Regions from separate parts of the Zea mays genome. Here region 2 is linked to region 1. A link is a contact called in public Hi-C data. All regions are on one chromosome and are shown on one strand. The core of a region is the stretch at or near the end of the contact, and the rest is flanking DNA. Distances in the headings are between cores, read along the strand shown. Region 1 holds the start of LOC100501448. Region 2 holds the start of LOC100274332.

Region 1 (6,694 bases), core at 2,212-4,711:
ACAAGTTCGAGCAACCATCTGGCCTAAGCTGGTCACTTGAATCGGGTAGATTAGTTCTAGGAGAGCTTTCATTGTGTTTCTTTCTTATCTGTTTCTGGGTATCAGACTTCTGTATTTTCATTGTGATAATGGAAATGAGGTGCACACTAGCTTAAAAAAAAGCTGTAGCAGGTTCATATTGAAGCAAGCAGAAGTGTTTCAGCATGATCTGCCATACTACAGATAAGTGGAAAGACACTGGGGTCTAGGGCCCAGCATATGATGTTAATATTGAAGGACTTGAGAAATTAATGAGAAACAACCAAAGTGTTTAACCATTCAACTCCTAACTTCTACCTGTCCTTACAGGGCCCATTTATCCCTTGTAATATTTCTTTTATTCTATCTGTACATGAAGATTACACTTGAAAAAATGTTGAGCATAAAATTTGATATGTTGAGTATAAGGATAAAATTTGAATAGGATAATCTAATTTTGCCACTAGAAGCTGTAGGTAACAACCACTAGAAGCTGCTTCCATTTATACTTTTAGTCTAAACAAGAACATTCCATTCCATTTCAAACAACTTGCACATAGAAAAGCAAGCAATAGATGTATAATGTATTGCACTGAATGTTACCAAAAATAGAAAACAAATGTTACCTTGAACATTATCACGCTAGCCAAAATGGTTAGTGACGTGAACATTGTATAGTATATCGGTGATACAACTGCTGTGTTGAAAGTATCAAGAGCCTACCAAAAAAAAACTAAATTTAGTTGCTTTACTGAAAAGTATCACACCAAATTTCTATAAAAGTAGAATCAGGTGTTGAGAAATATTAATCCTAACATCATGTTAATGTCTATTATGGCATATTATAGAAAGTAGTAATAGCGCATGCTCTGCAGGTAACAACAATGGGTATTGCATGGATGTATATTAGACCTAACTAACCACAATATGCAATGTGAAAACATCTGGTAGTACATCCACAACTTTTGCATTTAAGATAACTCAAGAAAGAAAACAATTACAATAGCAGGAGATGATCAAGGTACCCAAGTATCAAACTACTCAACGGGCCAAGTATGATAAATTCACAATATGCATTGTAGTTTCACATCGACAGTTCATTATGACTCATGTAACAAGCAAAAGTTCAATAAGCATGGGTATACCCTGCATTCCTGCCAGCACAGTGCCACTTACTTCCATGCAGAACATGAAAAAACATGTGGCGCAAAAGTAATTGCTGTACTCAATACTCACTATATATGCACACCATTGGACTGTCCATTAATAAAATGAAAAATCAGTAATTCAGTATTACCTTGTTCAGGTAGTTCATCTGTGTTACTATACATGCAACAACAACAATGGTGAACAACCATGTTTGTGGATAAATTAGCTGATTCATGCCAGAAAAGGTCAGTTTCAAGGCTATTCCAAGAGCTTTCACACTCATGACCTGCCAACACCAGCACATTTTGAAGGGAAAGAGAATTAGAGCATAATCACTCACACAAATACATATTGAGAGAACTAGTGCCAAGTGAATGTGTAAAACACATACCGACAGAGATCCTACAAGGGAACAAACACCAATATAGACCATGATGTGTGTCTGACCATATCGTGGAATAAAGTAGTATATGAGGACAAATGTTGCAGCAAGAACGATGGCAGCATAAGATAGAAAGGCTGCAAGACCAAAACTTATGACATTAGCTCTTACTGAGATATTTGATAACAACTGATAGGGTAAAAAAGGAGGGTACCTGGTTCAGTAGCAAGATCCCACACTTCTGCTACAGATTCAATTGTGCGCTCCTGAGGGGCATGAAGTACAATAGTTGTTGAACCCACAACACAAAGAACACACCCAAGTATACCAAATATATGCAGCTTTTCCTTCAACATAATGTCTGCAAGAGCAGCACTGTGAGAGAAGCATGTTAGAAAAAAGAAGGAACAAAAGGACATTTTGATATAAGCAGCATCAAGACAGTATGAATTATATTTCTTACCTAATTATGATGCTAAGTGCACCAAGTGGTGTGACCAAGATAGCAGGAGCAAAAGCATATGCTGCAAAGTTAGCCACTTCTCCAACAATCACTGGAAAATAGCAGCAAGAATCGTCAATACTATTACATTATTCAGCAATAGAACAAAAGCAGGCCTATTCACATGAGAGGTGACCTACTTGTAATCATTCCTGCCCACCATAATGGTTCATACAAGTAAGAGTAACCACCAACACCTGCAATGTAAACAAAGCCAAAGGCTGAGAACAGAACATCTGCAAATAAATCTCAGAGCTACAGCCTTAAAATGGAGTGACTCAACCCCAACTCTTCAAAAGCACTGCATGTCGAACATCCACCGCCATATTTTCCATCAACGGAAACCTCATAAAAGTCAAGCCAACAAATAATCCATTTTTTCACCTTATCCAGTACCACACACCCTTCTACAGTCCAACCGACATGAAATGGAGTTCATCGAGAATTTGTGTACTCAGTGGATAAGCAACCGTCACTAAACAAACTTTTGTTGAACTAACAAATGCATGGCATAAGAAAAATGACCAAAATGCAATGCATAGTGTGACACCATGAATATAACAGCCGCGCAAGTCACAGCTACTTACGTCGAATCAGGTCAACTCCCTAGCCAACACAATTTATTACAATACTTGAACTAACTTCAGATATACACTGTATAATTGTCGCTCTAAAACAGATCCGGGGCATGCATCCGGCATTCAAGGCTCAACGAGAAAGGAGATTCCACGCTGAATAAAAAACCGAACCTCGAGGCCAGCCCTCTGCGCGCTCAGGTAGCGCCTCGAAGATCAAAGCGAAAACGCAACAGCAGACAGCCAAGCCACCACGATCTACGGAGCAACACACATGATCGATGGGGATGGAAAGGGGCGAGACGCAGCAAGTCACCTGCGCGGACGCCGGACGCACCGGCCTTCTTAAGCCCCTTCTTCTTGACGATGAAGCTGGCCCCGATGAAGAAGCTGGAGGAGAGCGCGAGCACCAGCCCCTTGATGTTGTCCGCGGACATCCCCTCCACCCAGATCCCGCCCGCCGCAGAGGTAGACGCCTCCGTTGCCATATCCGCCGCCTGACCACACCGGGCCCCTGGAGCTCTACCCTCCTGCGGGGCAGCGCGCAGCCGCTAGATCGCGCGACGGCGGCGGCGGCGCATTCGAGATCCGGACGCGGCGCGGGGTCCGGTAGGCGCGGACACTCAACTAACCCGGCAGAAGCAGGGTAGGTCAGTCGGTCACCAAAGGCGAGTGTTCCGCATTCGGCGGTGGCAGGGATTGCGTGGGCGGAGAACGGGAGGAGAGATCGAGCTTCGAGCGGGGGGAAGAGGCGGGGCCGGACGGTGACGCCGGCGAGGCGGAGGAGGCGAAGAAGAGATGGGAATGGGATGCAGGAATGGAGAGTGGTGCCCGAGTCCACGCCACGCGGATATTTCGGTGTGGACTCTGGGTCAGGGTGGGTGGCGAGCGAGTTGCAGCTTGCTGCTGGCTCCCGACTCGAGGCTTCCTTGGCATTGAGGCAACGGGCCGGAGCGTCGGTGAATTTGCTCGCCTGGTAAACGGCACCTAAAAGTCTCACGTGCGATTGGGGGTAGTGCGACTAGGGGAGTGGGCAAAAATTTACCAAACAACAAACACTCGAACCAAACACCATACACCGAAATTCGTAGTTTATTTAGTTTTAGTATTTTGTGCAGTTTGCATTTTAGCTTTAATTGATGTTTGGTGCGGTTTTCAATATTCACACGGACTAGGAACAGTTTAATACATTTTTGGTTTGAACTGAGCTAAGATACAACCATGACTTTTTGTCATTTTACGGAATTGCTTGAATATATATGAAATCACTAGGGTGCCGTTTGGTTCACATATTTGTAACGTAATGGGTAACGGATAACGTTAAATCATGTTTGTTTTAGTCCAACCGTAATCAGATACCACACTAAAATTTGATACCAGCCTATTCAAATTTGTTACCGCCAGTAATCGAGCCGAAACCATTACCATTACCATTTGCGTTGCATTTTACGTGTCCGTGCGATGCCACGGAACACAAATTGCGACCCTCCAATGGACTTAGGACCGTGGCGACGGGCGGCGTCAGTACAATAGTGACGGCAAAATATGTGATTATTAAACATAGATATAGAATGATATAAATATGTCTACCCAAATAGATTGAAATGGAATCACACAAATAATTTCTAAAGAGTAAATATATAATGTTTAATCATAAGTAAATATGTTGACACCTTGTACACTAACTAATCTTTTTTAACAATATTGTTAACTCTCTGTTGTATATTTGCCGGGAAGACATATTTGCACGAATTTTTCTCGTAACTTAACAGTTCGATAATAAAGTTCCTCCGAAGAATCTTTGCATCCTACACATAAGACATATAAGAGAACAAAACATCAATTTTTTATTATGTAACTGGAATGTATGTTTGAATATGAAAGGAATGTACTCCACTCACCCTAACAAATTTCATTCGACTATCATTGCCCCACATGGCCATAGCTTGTAGGATAAGGTAGCTGGTGTTAAGCCTATAGAATAATGTTTTGCCAACTAAGTTATATACAATAGAAATCATAGAAAAAAATGAAATTGCTAAGAAGATGGTACGGAGAAAATACTCTTTTAAGTCAATTGGAACACCAGGTTGAATTGTATGTTGCCACTTAAAAATATCCTCTGTCCATCCAATACGTTTCTTGCTATAGGCAATATTATATTTCTTTGAGGCGATGATAATCGCTTCTGCGAACCTCTTGTATGACATATGCTTACACCAATCTTGAATAGGTGCAAAGACAATAAAAGTGACGTGTTTTTTACCATGATCTATTACGAAAAGGGCGTAGCAACCGTTGAATTTCTATGGCATAAGAACCTATAAAATATCAGTCATTAGGATTGCAAAGAAGTGCCCTTTTGTTGGGGACTTGTTCTCAAATGCTTTGAATCAAGAACAAGGCAACACAAAATGATAAATGTTAATATCCTTCGTCCTTCAAAGCATTATTTCCCTAAGGATATAATGATTCTCGGACGAAGGTTATGAAGGACATACCTTCATCAGCATAAAATATAATAATGAAGAAGGAATCATATGAAACATAAAGATAACATAAACAGTTGTGTATTATTGTCGACTCATTTCCATTTTATTATGATGGAAAGATAAAAATGATATCAAATCATAAGTGTACCTTCAGCTCGTGAGAAGGTAAAAGCACAAGTGTGACGCAAAAGTCAATGCCAAATCAACGTGAACAGTACGGGGATACTGTTCACCTATTTATAGGCATGAGTCGCAGCCCACGCAAAATTACATTAATGCCCTTTACATTTATCAATAACTCTATGATAATTCTTCGAGGTCTAATCTGGCTTTTCATCTTTAAGTCGGTTTCCTTTTCCGCCGCTATTCCGAAGCTCTTCTACACACAGCTTCGGCTCTGCGCCAACCTTCGTGTTCTTTGTGCTACTTCGTACCGTGGCTCTGATCCGAGTCCGAAGATACCTGTTAATGTATTTTACTCCAGAAACATTGTTAAATCATGTTTTTGAGGACCTTCGGAAGCCGAAGTCCCCCAACACCTTTATAAATACATTTGAAATGAAGCCGTAATATAATAGTTCATTGATGGCCAACAATCGAGTGTTTTTGTTAACTCTTCTGCTGTAGGGTCCTCATGGTACTTTGGCAGTTTACCAAAACCAAACATTTTCTGGATAAATATAAATATATATACATGACCACATGAGGATTACTATGCAAGAAGTTGCAGTAAGATTTCCTTCTTCACCCTTTAATTTTTACATCAAAATGTGTTTCTGGTTGTCTGCTCAAGCTCCAGACAATCTATTTCGCTGCAGGCTGGATATCAATGTGATCACTGTTGATGCGACCACCAAAACTGTTGAAGCTTCGGTTTATGCGGACAGTTGTCTGACACCTGCTCTCCCCTCTGAGGTGAGCCCCTTGATAACACTTGACCTCTTCTCAGTGCCCATATATAACCTCTAATCTCTTGTAAGATGACCCTACAGAGTAAGACTGCGAATGGTGGTGCCAAGTCAAGCAAAGGGAGGCCAGCGAAGAAAGCAAAGACAGAGGTAGGATCCAAGAACATCAAAGATATGTTCCGAAGGGTCACGAGGAGTGGATCAGGATCATGATGCATTTGGTCCAGCATTCCCTTCGTGAAATAAATACAGTGGCAAATACTTTGGTCCAGCTGCTGCAGACCGTTATGCATTGGAGAGATTGAAGTTGCTCTGTGAACTTAAGCTATGTGAAGATGTTGCTTGAGTTTGGTTCAGCCCATAACCACTTGCGCTGCGGAAACCTAGGTATCTCAGATGAAACAAGCTTAGAATGCAGTCAGGTTCGTCGATCCTCAGATCACGGCATCCCTCTAGATCTAACACTCGAAGGACAGGTAAGTCTAGAAGAGCAGGCACGAGCCAGTCTCCAATGTTGCATATTCTAACTGACCGGAGATGGGACAGATTCATGGTTGCTCTAGAGACTGCCAGTGCGTGTTCTGCACTGTCCCAGACAGAGAGCCGGCAAACATGATTCTCTGATAACATCTCTGAGAACATGATTCAAGGACACCCCAAAAAAATTA
Region 2 (6,686 bases), core at 4,063-6,562, 270 kb after region 1:
AATTCTAATACGATTCAATTCTTAAATTTTATAGTGTAAAATTTGGAGCTGCCTCGTTACCACCTCTAGATATGGCCCACGTCATACCTTGTCCCACTTGCCTTTTTTTCTTTCGAGTGCCGAGTCACCCGCAAGCTGCATTCCTACAACCCGCTTGTCCGCCAGCCACCTCCGTCCCAACTCCCCTCTCTAGCTCCGTACGCTCGCTTCTCCGCTCGCGGATCGTCTGTTTCGGCGTAGCACTCCATCCTCTCCCGTCTCTAGCTACCGTGTGGCATGCGCCATTGCGGCGTGCGACCACTAGCCTCAGGGCGTGGCCCTCTATGTCATACTCACGCTCGCGCGTCGCATCAACGCGACAACCCTCCTCACCCCCCTATCCAACAGGCAAAAGTCCAATGCGACAACATTCAACCCTCCCTCTCACTTCGACCATATCTTGTTTCTTGGTTGCGCTTCGCCACTTATTGATGTTTTATAAGCTCTGTTATGGATAATGTCTTCGAGAGGAATCTATGTTGGCATGTAAACATAAAACATTTTGAGGTTCAATAGGTTTTTAACTTTCAAATCGTGACCATGAGAATATCAACCTGGATCAAACTGACAGTAACAAGTTTAATAACATGGTACCAAAAGCTTTGCTTTAGCCTATAAAATGGACAACAACTGTAATAAAATAAGAATGCCAAACTTTAAATAGGATATAGATTCAAGGCTTGATGCAAATAAGGTATACCGTAGAAAATACACCCTTTGTATTGGTCTACAAAATAGTGTACTCCCTCTGTCCCAATTTTTAATTTGTTTAACTTTTTTTACTAAATTAGACCGGCTCATCTTATTCATATTTTTTTCAAAAAAAGATAAATTCGAAGACATACTTAAATTATATTATATGTTAAACAATATCACAATAAAAATTAATACTCACTCTGTCCCAAAATAAAATTTATTTTAGACTAAATATGCATTTATTAACCTATGAATGTAGTTTGTAGGTATGTGTCGGTGCTTCGAATTTAGCTCCAACAAGTAAATTTGTGTGCGCGTTCCAAGCTCCAGACGGTATGAGCGGTGAGCGCAAGATTTATATAGGTTTGGGCAGGACATCCCTACAACCAGTCGGCGGCGGCTTGCGCTACCGGCGCCTTTGTTGATCAAGGCTCGTAATAGGGGCAACAAGCGGGCGAGAGAGGGAGGAGAGGCTCACAAGTCTCTTGTGGTGGAGGAGGTGGAGCTAAGGCCTATAGAGTGGAGTCCTAACTAAGTTTTGGCTTGGTGGAGGGCTCCAGCCTCTGGGTTCCCGTTGGTGCGTCCTCTTTCCTACCGTCAACTCGTCGTCTTTGCTTCTGGGTGTCCGTCTAGGTCCCCTCTCATGTGTGTGTGTGTAGGGCTGGGCATTCGGTCTATTAGGGTAATTTGGTTCGGTCTATTCGGGTTTGTGAAATTTCGGGTTCTGAAAAATGAGAACCGAAATTTCCAAAAATATTTTAGGAACCGAACCCGAATAGACTCACAATTTCGGTTCGGTCTATTCGGTCCACCGAATAGACCCGAATTGTAGAGAGACTAGTATATTTTGTTAAAATATATACAATGAATAATTAATTGAAAGTACTATTACTACAACAAGTGACTATAAAAATTAGCATACAAAGATATATATACTATTGTTAAGATGATATCATTATTTCTAGCTAATAAGTTCATAAATCATATAATAATACCATCACATATTAAGAGTTTTTTTATATTTCGGGTTATTAGGTCTATTCGGGTTTTAAAGGTTAGGAACCGAACCCGAACCCATAACCCGAAATATAGCACATATAGGAACCGAACCCGAACCCGAAAACCCGAATAGACTCACAATTCGGTCTATTCGGGTTCGGTTCGGGTTCGGGTTCGGTTTTCGGTTTTAAAATGCCCACCCCTATGTGTGTGTTATCTCCTCCTCGTCCGAGGACCGACCTCCTCCTTTTATAGGCTAAGGAGGGGGTCGGCCAGTGGTGGCTACCTCAAGGAGTCATCGGACGATGGTAAATCGAGTGTTCTACCCTGGTGAAGCCACGTTCGTCGTGAGCCTCAGGATCACTTAGTTGTCTCATATTCTTTATAGCGGACGACGTGGGCAGCGTGGGGCCTAAGCGCCAACAATTGAGCTACGCCGACCCCTAGCCTCTGTAGCCTAGGGCTCGGCGCGTCTTGCCTTGTTGTGTCCTATAGGCGGTCTACGCACTCATGCCTAGTCTCGATAGGTCATGAGTGTGTCGTAGGCTGGGTGGCACGCATGTCATAAATGTGTCGTAGTACAAAGGGTTCATAGGTTATGAGGGTGTTGCAGCCGAGGATCTCATAGGCCATGAGTGGGAGGCAGACCGGCGCCTCTATCGTGGCTCGGCGCCAGACGATGTTAATGCGGTCAGTCACTTATGGCGGGTCAATCCCGGGTCGGGCGAGGGATCCACTCGAGTGGTTTCCCTTCGGTTCGACAAACCCCGCTATCTAGCTCTGCCATGCCCGCCCCCAAGCTCAGTGCCACAGGGTTCGTCCGGGGGTGGGTGCTTTCAGGGCAGACATTTTCTTTCTCCTCCTGCTGGCCGATGGGTCCCAGTCGCTAGAGGCTTTTCCTTAGTGCGCTCGCTAACCGATGGCCCTCAAAGACCAGGGATCTTATCCTCGACAGTAGCCCCTGAGCCCCAATGGGGGAGTATCCCCCCTCGAGGGCCGATGAAGGGTCGGGTGACGTTTGTCCTTTCTGAAAGGGAAATGGACTTAAACATTTCCTATAATCGATTTTGGTGTTTGACTTCTATCACAAACCACGTGGACTAACTAGTTTGCCTAGTTGTCATTTATCTCAAGTGCATAAAGTTCAACATAAACCAACAAAGAAAATAAGTTGGGGAACTCTACAAAGTTTCGAGCAAAGACAAGCATTGGTGCTGCCAGTGGCGCACCGGACAATGTCTGGTGCCCAGGCCAAGGCACCCACGAACTGGTCGCTCTTGGGGTTTTCCAGAGTCACTCCTCTATAATTCACTGGACTGTCCGGTGTGCACCGGACATGTCCGGCGTGCACCGGACATGTTCGGCGAGCCAACGGAGCAACGGTCAACTGCGCCCAACGGTCGACTGCGGTGAACAGTGAAAGTGCACAGTGCAGAAGTCAGAAGTCAGAAGTCAGAGCTGCGAAGTCAGAATGCACCGGACTGTCTGGTGTGCCACCAGACTGTTCGGTGCCGCAAGAGGACAAAGGACTTCAACGGTCAACCGCTCCAAACTCCAATGGTCTGCTGACGTGGCACACACCGAACAGTGAACAGTTTCATGTCTGTTGTGCCATCGACAACAACAGCTAGAATAGTGGTTGGGGCTATAAATACCCCTAACCACCTCCATTCAAGCCTAGTTGTCTGATATTCTTTATAGCGGACGACACGGGTAGCGTGGGGCCTGAGTGCTATCATTTGAGCTACGGCGACCCCTGGCCTCTATAGCCTGGGGCTCGGCGTGTTTGTCTTGTTGTGCCCTATAGGCAATCTGCGCACTCAGGCCTAGTCCCGATAGGTAATGAGTGTGATGCGGGCTAGGAGGCGCGTGTGTCATAAATGTGTCGCAGTCCAAGGGGTTCGTCGGTTATGAGTGCGCCGCAGCTCGAGGGACTCGTATGCCATGAGTGTGAGGCGGACCGACGCCTGTGGTGTGACTCAGCGCCAGGCGTAGTTAATGCGGTGGGTCACTTATGGCGGGTTGGTCTCGGGTCTAGCGAGGGATCCACTTGAGTGGTTTTCCTTCGGTTCGCCCGACCCCCTGTTAGCTCCTCCATGCCGACCCCGGGTTCAGTGCCACGGTTTTTGTCTGGGGGCGCATGCTTCTAGGGCAGGCATTTTCTTTCTCATCTTGCTGACCAACAGGCCCCAGTCGCCAGAGGTTTTCCCTAGCCCGCTCGCTGACCGATGGGTCTCAGGGACCGAGATCTTATCCCCGACAATATATCCACATTCGTTATCATGTATTTGAATGTTGGAGGAAAAAAGGCTAAAAATAACTATATCTTGGAATGGAGAGAGTAATAATTATAATTTTTTAACAAGGCGAGCCAATCCAATTTAGAGTAAAAAAACCAACTGAAATAGAAACCGAAACGGAGGGAGTATACTATGGGTGTTTGGGACAACTCCAGCTCTAGAAAATTTGATGGAATTGGTAGAGCAGGTCATTAGTTGCTTTAGAAAATCATGGAGTTGTGAACCTTTAGAAGACATTTAGGATGCGTTTGGTTGTAATGACAGAACGAGATAATATAAAATGATCTCTTAAATGATGTTGTTTGGTTCAGGGTGAGAGATTGGAACAAAACTATCCCAGTTTTGTCTCTAGTTGTCCCTCAAAATTGGAAAGACAGAAGATGACGTCATGGAACGTCTCTGTCTTGCCGGTCCTTAGCAGTCGCACAACCAAACACATCCTTAGATAAGCCATTTTATTTATTATTTAAAGTAAAAATATTTTTAAACCTAATTAAATTGATACTCTACATTAGAGCTGGAACCTAGAGTCATCCCAAATAACCCCTATAATAACATAAAATGCTACGCTTAAGTTTTCACGGAACATGAATGTAGGTTAAAAGCAGAAATAAAAACAATAGCAGTAGTGCGTGTGTCCATTCCGAGCCGGGGCCCGAGCTCGGCCCAAAGGGCCAAAATCGAGTGGCAGCCAGCAGAGGAGGAACCGAGGCCTTCCAGACGTTTTCCTCCAGACCAGGTCGAATCGCGCGGCTGCGGGTCCGGACGGCGCACTCCTCCCGTTTTCCCGTCCCCGCATCCGGACTTCCGGAGAAGCCAAGAAGCGCAAACAAGCGGGATAAAAATCCCGGTCCCGGTCGCCAGCCGACTCCACCGCACACGTGCCCGGGCAGCCCGGCCCCGCCACCCGCACGCCACGTAACCCCCGTCCCCCTCCTCGAGCCTCCCGTCGCGTGTCCTGCGTTGCGCTTGCTATTTATCACCCCCGTCCTCCTCCGTCCCAAGGCAGTCGCAGTTCACAACTGCGACTAAAAACCATCTTTGGGGCCCTTCGCCGCGATTTGCTTCGCTTCTCGGACTAGGTAAGCCGAAAGTTAGCGTCTTTTTTTTCTGTACTGCATAAATGGAAGTTCAGATCGCTTGGTTTCGATTCGGGATTCCTGAGCGCGCTGTCCTGCTCCTGGTACCGACATCGCCTTCTGAGGCTATAGATTCTTTTTGTGGTTCTTAGGGTTTCCCCGTTGAATCTCGGGGCCTTTTCACCCGTAGTATCGTCGTCTTTTCTGTGGCTGTCTGTGCGCGAAAGCTACTGCAGCTCCCGGGTGATCTGGAGTTATTTTCTCGGATATTCCTTCCAACCCGATACTTGCAGTGGGTGTGGGTCCCTTCAATGAGTAGATGCATACTACCCGCGCCGGATTTTTCACCATTCATCCCATCCCCAGAGATTTGGGATTTATCGATGCCATGGAGGATTTACTTCACCATGCCTCTCGATTCATCGGAACGTTGGTTTGCAGTTTGCTATGTGCTGGTTTGTTAAGCTTTGCGTTGTAAAGCACGCCTCCGATGTTTTTGCCGGAAATTCCGATGCTTTACCAAAAAAGAAATGTTCGGCACCTAGTATAGGTCGTGCTGCTTTTATACTTGCCGCTTCTTCCGCATTTTACTAGATGCGTTTCATACTTCTTCGAAGTAGTTTGGCTGTTACAAATCCATCCAAAGAAGAAAAAGATTGCCGACTGCGACGAAACACACACTCTGTGTGCGTTTCGTTTGGGTACTTTTGGTATTTCTCTCCTGATGATCTAAAGAAGTAGTTGTTTATATTCTTGATCTTGTCCTTAACCTGTAGTGCTGTTAACTTGCATCTGCGTGTTTGCGCTGTGCCTTTTTGGTTTGTGTTGTAGATAGGCGTTAATTGCCACCTTAACAATGAAATGATGTATTGATGTTCACGTTCCCATTGCCTCGATTTCAGAGTTGGGAATTTTACTATGATCTCCTGTGCGTATTGCTGATTGTATAAATGTTTCTATGACAAGTTCAGTTCTAATTACTAGACAGACTTTTACAGCTGTACAAAGACATTATTTGTAAATGATTCTATGAGACTTACAAGTCAGTGTATGTCTATTCATTCGTATTCTAATGATTGCAGGTTAAGTTGCCTTTTCGATTCTCAGAAAAAGACTGGCTCTGCACTCGGATAATTTTAAAATGGATAGTGCACAGCAGCCCACTGGGGAATTGAACAATTCGTTCGATACTCTTATGGTTTCTGGAGGTGACCAGAGTCGACAGCCTCAGGATGCTGGCAATGAAACGAGCTTCACGAATTGGAAAGACCTCCCCATGGAGCTGCTCCTGCGTATCATTTCACTAGTTGGAGATGACAGGATAGTCATTGTGGCCTCCGGTGTATGCACAGGATGGCGTGACACCTTGGGGTGGGGGGTTGCAAATCTTTCACTATCATGGTAAGAATTGTCTTTCAGGCATGTCCATTCCAGTTTAACATATGTTATCTTCAGAAGATGAGTTTATCAAATATCAAGATTTTATAACCGATTAGTTTCCATGCTTTAGATTTGGATACAATAGTACATTAGTTATTCAGCTATCCTCGGTTTCTTAGATGTTTAACCTGAT

What was found. Hi-C and Micro-C count contacts between places; a contact is called where the count stands out from the background.
Region 2: a Hi-C map of ear shows a contact between it and region 1, with 4 times the contacts expected there. The contact joins the promoter of LOC100274332 here to the promoter of LOC100501448 in region 1. A contact is called at or near these places in 13 of 25 Hi-C or Micro-C datasets (bundle sheath, ear, endosperm and 4 more) and 2 of 3 datasets of contacts at active chromatin or transcription factors (leaf and seedling).

The regions. Positions count from the first base shown.
Region 1 is chr3:176,092,166-176,098,859 of Zm-B73-REFERENCE-NAM-5.0, forward strand. It overlaps LOC100501448, which reads right to left and starts at 3,462. Exons shown (of 9, transcript NM_001362580.1): 1 at 2,943-3,462; 2 at 2,192-2,248; 3 at 2,013-2,103; 4 at 1,764-1,924; 5 at 1,559-1,686; 6 at 1,316-1,453; 7 at 645-737. The coding sequence starts at 3,114.
Region 2 is chr3:176,356,114-176,362,799 of Zm-B73-REFERENCE-NAM-5.0, forward strand. LOC100274332 reads left to right here and starts at 5,313. Exons shown (of 4, transcript NM_001148693.1): 1 at 5,313-6,514. The coding sequence starts at 6,255.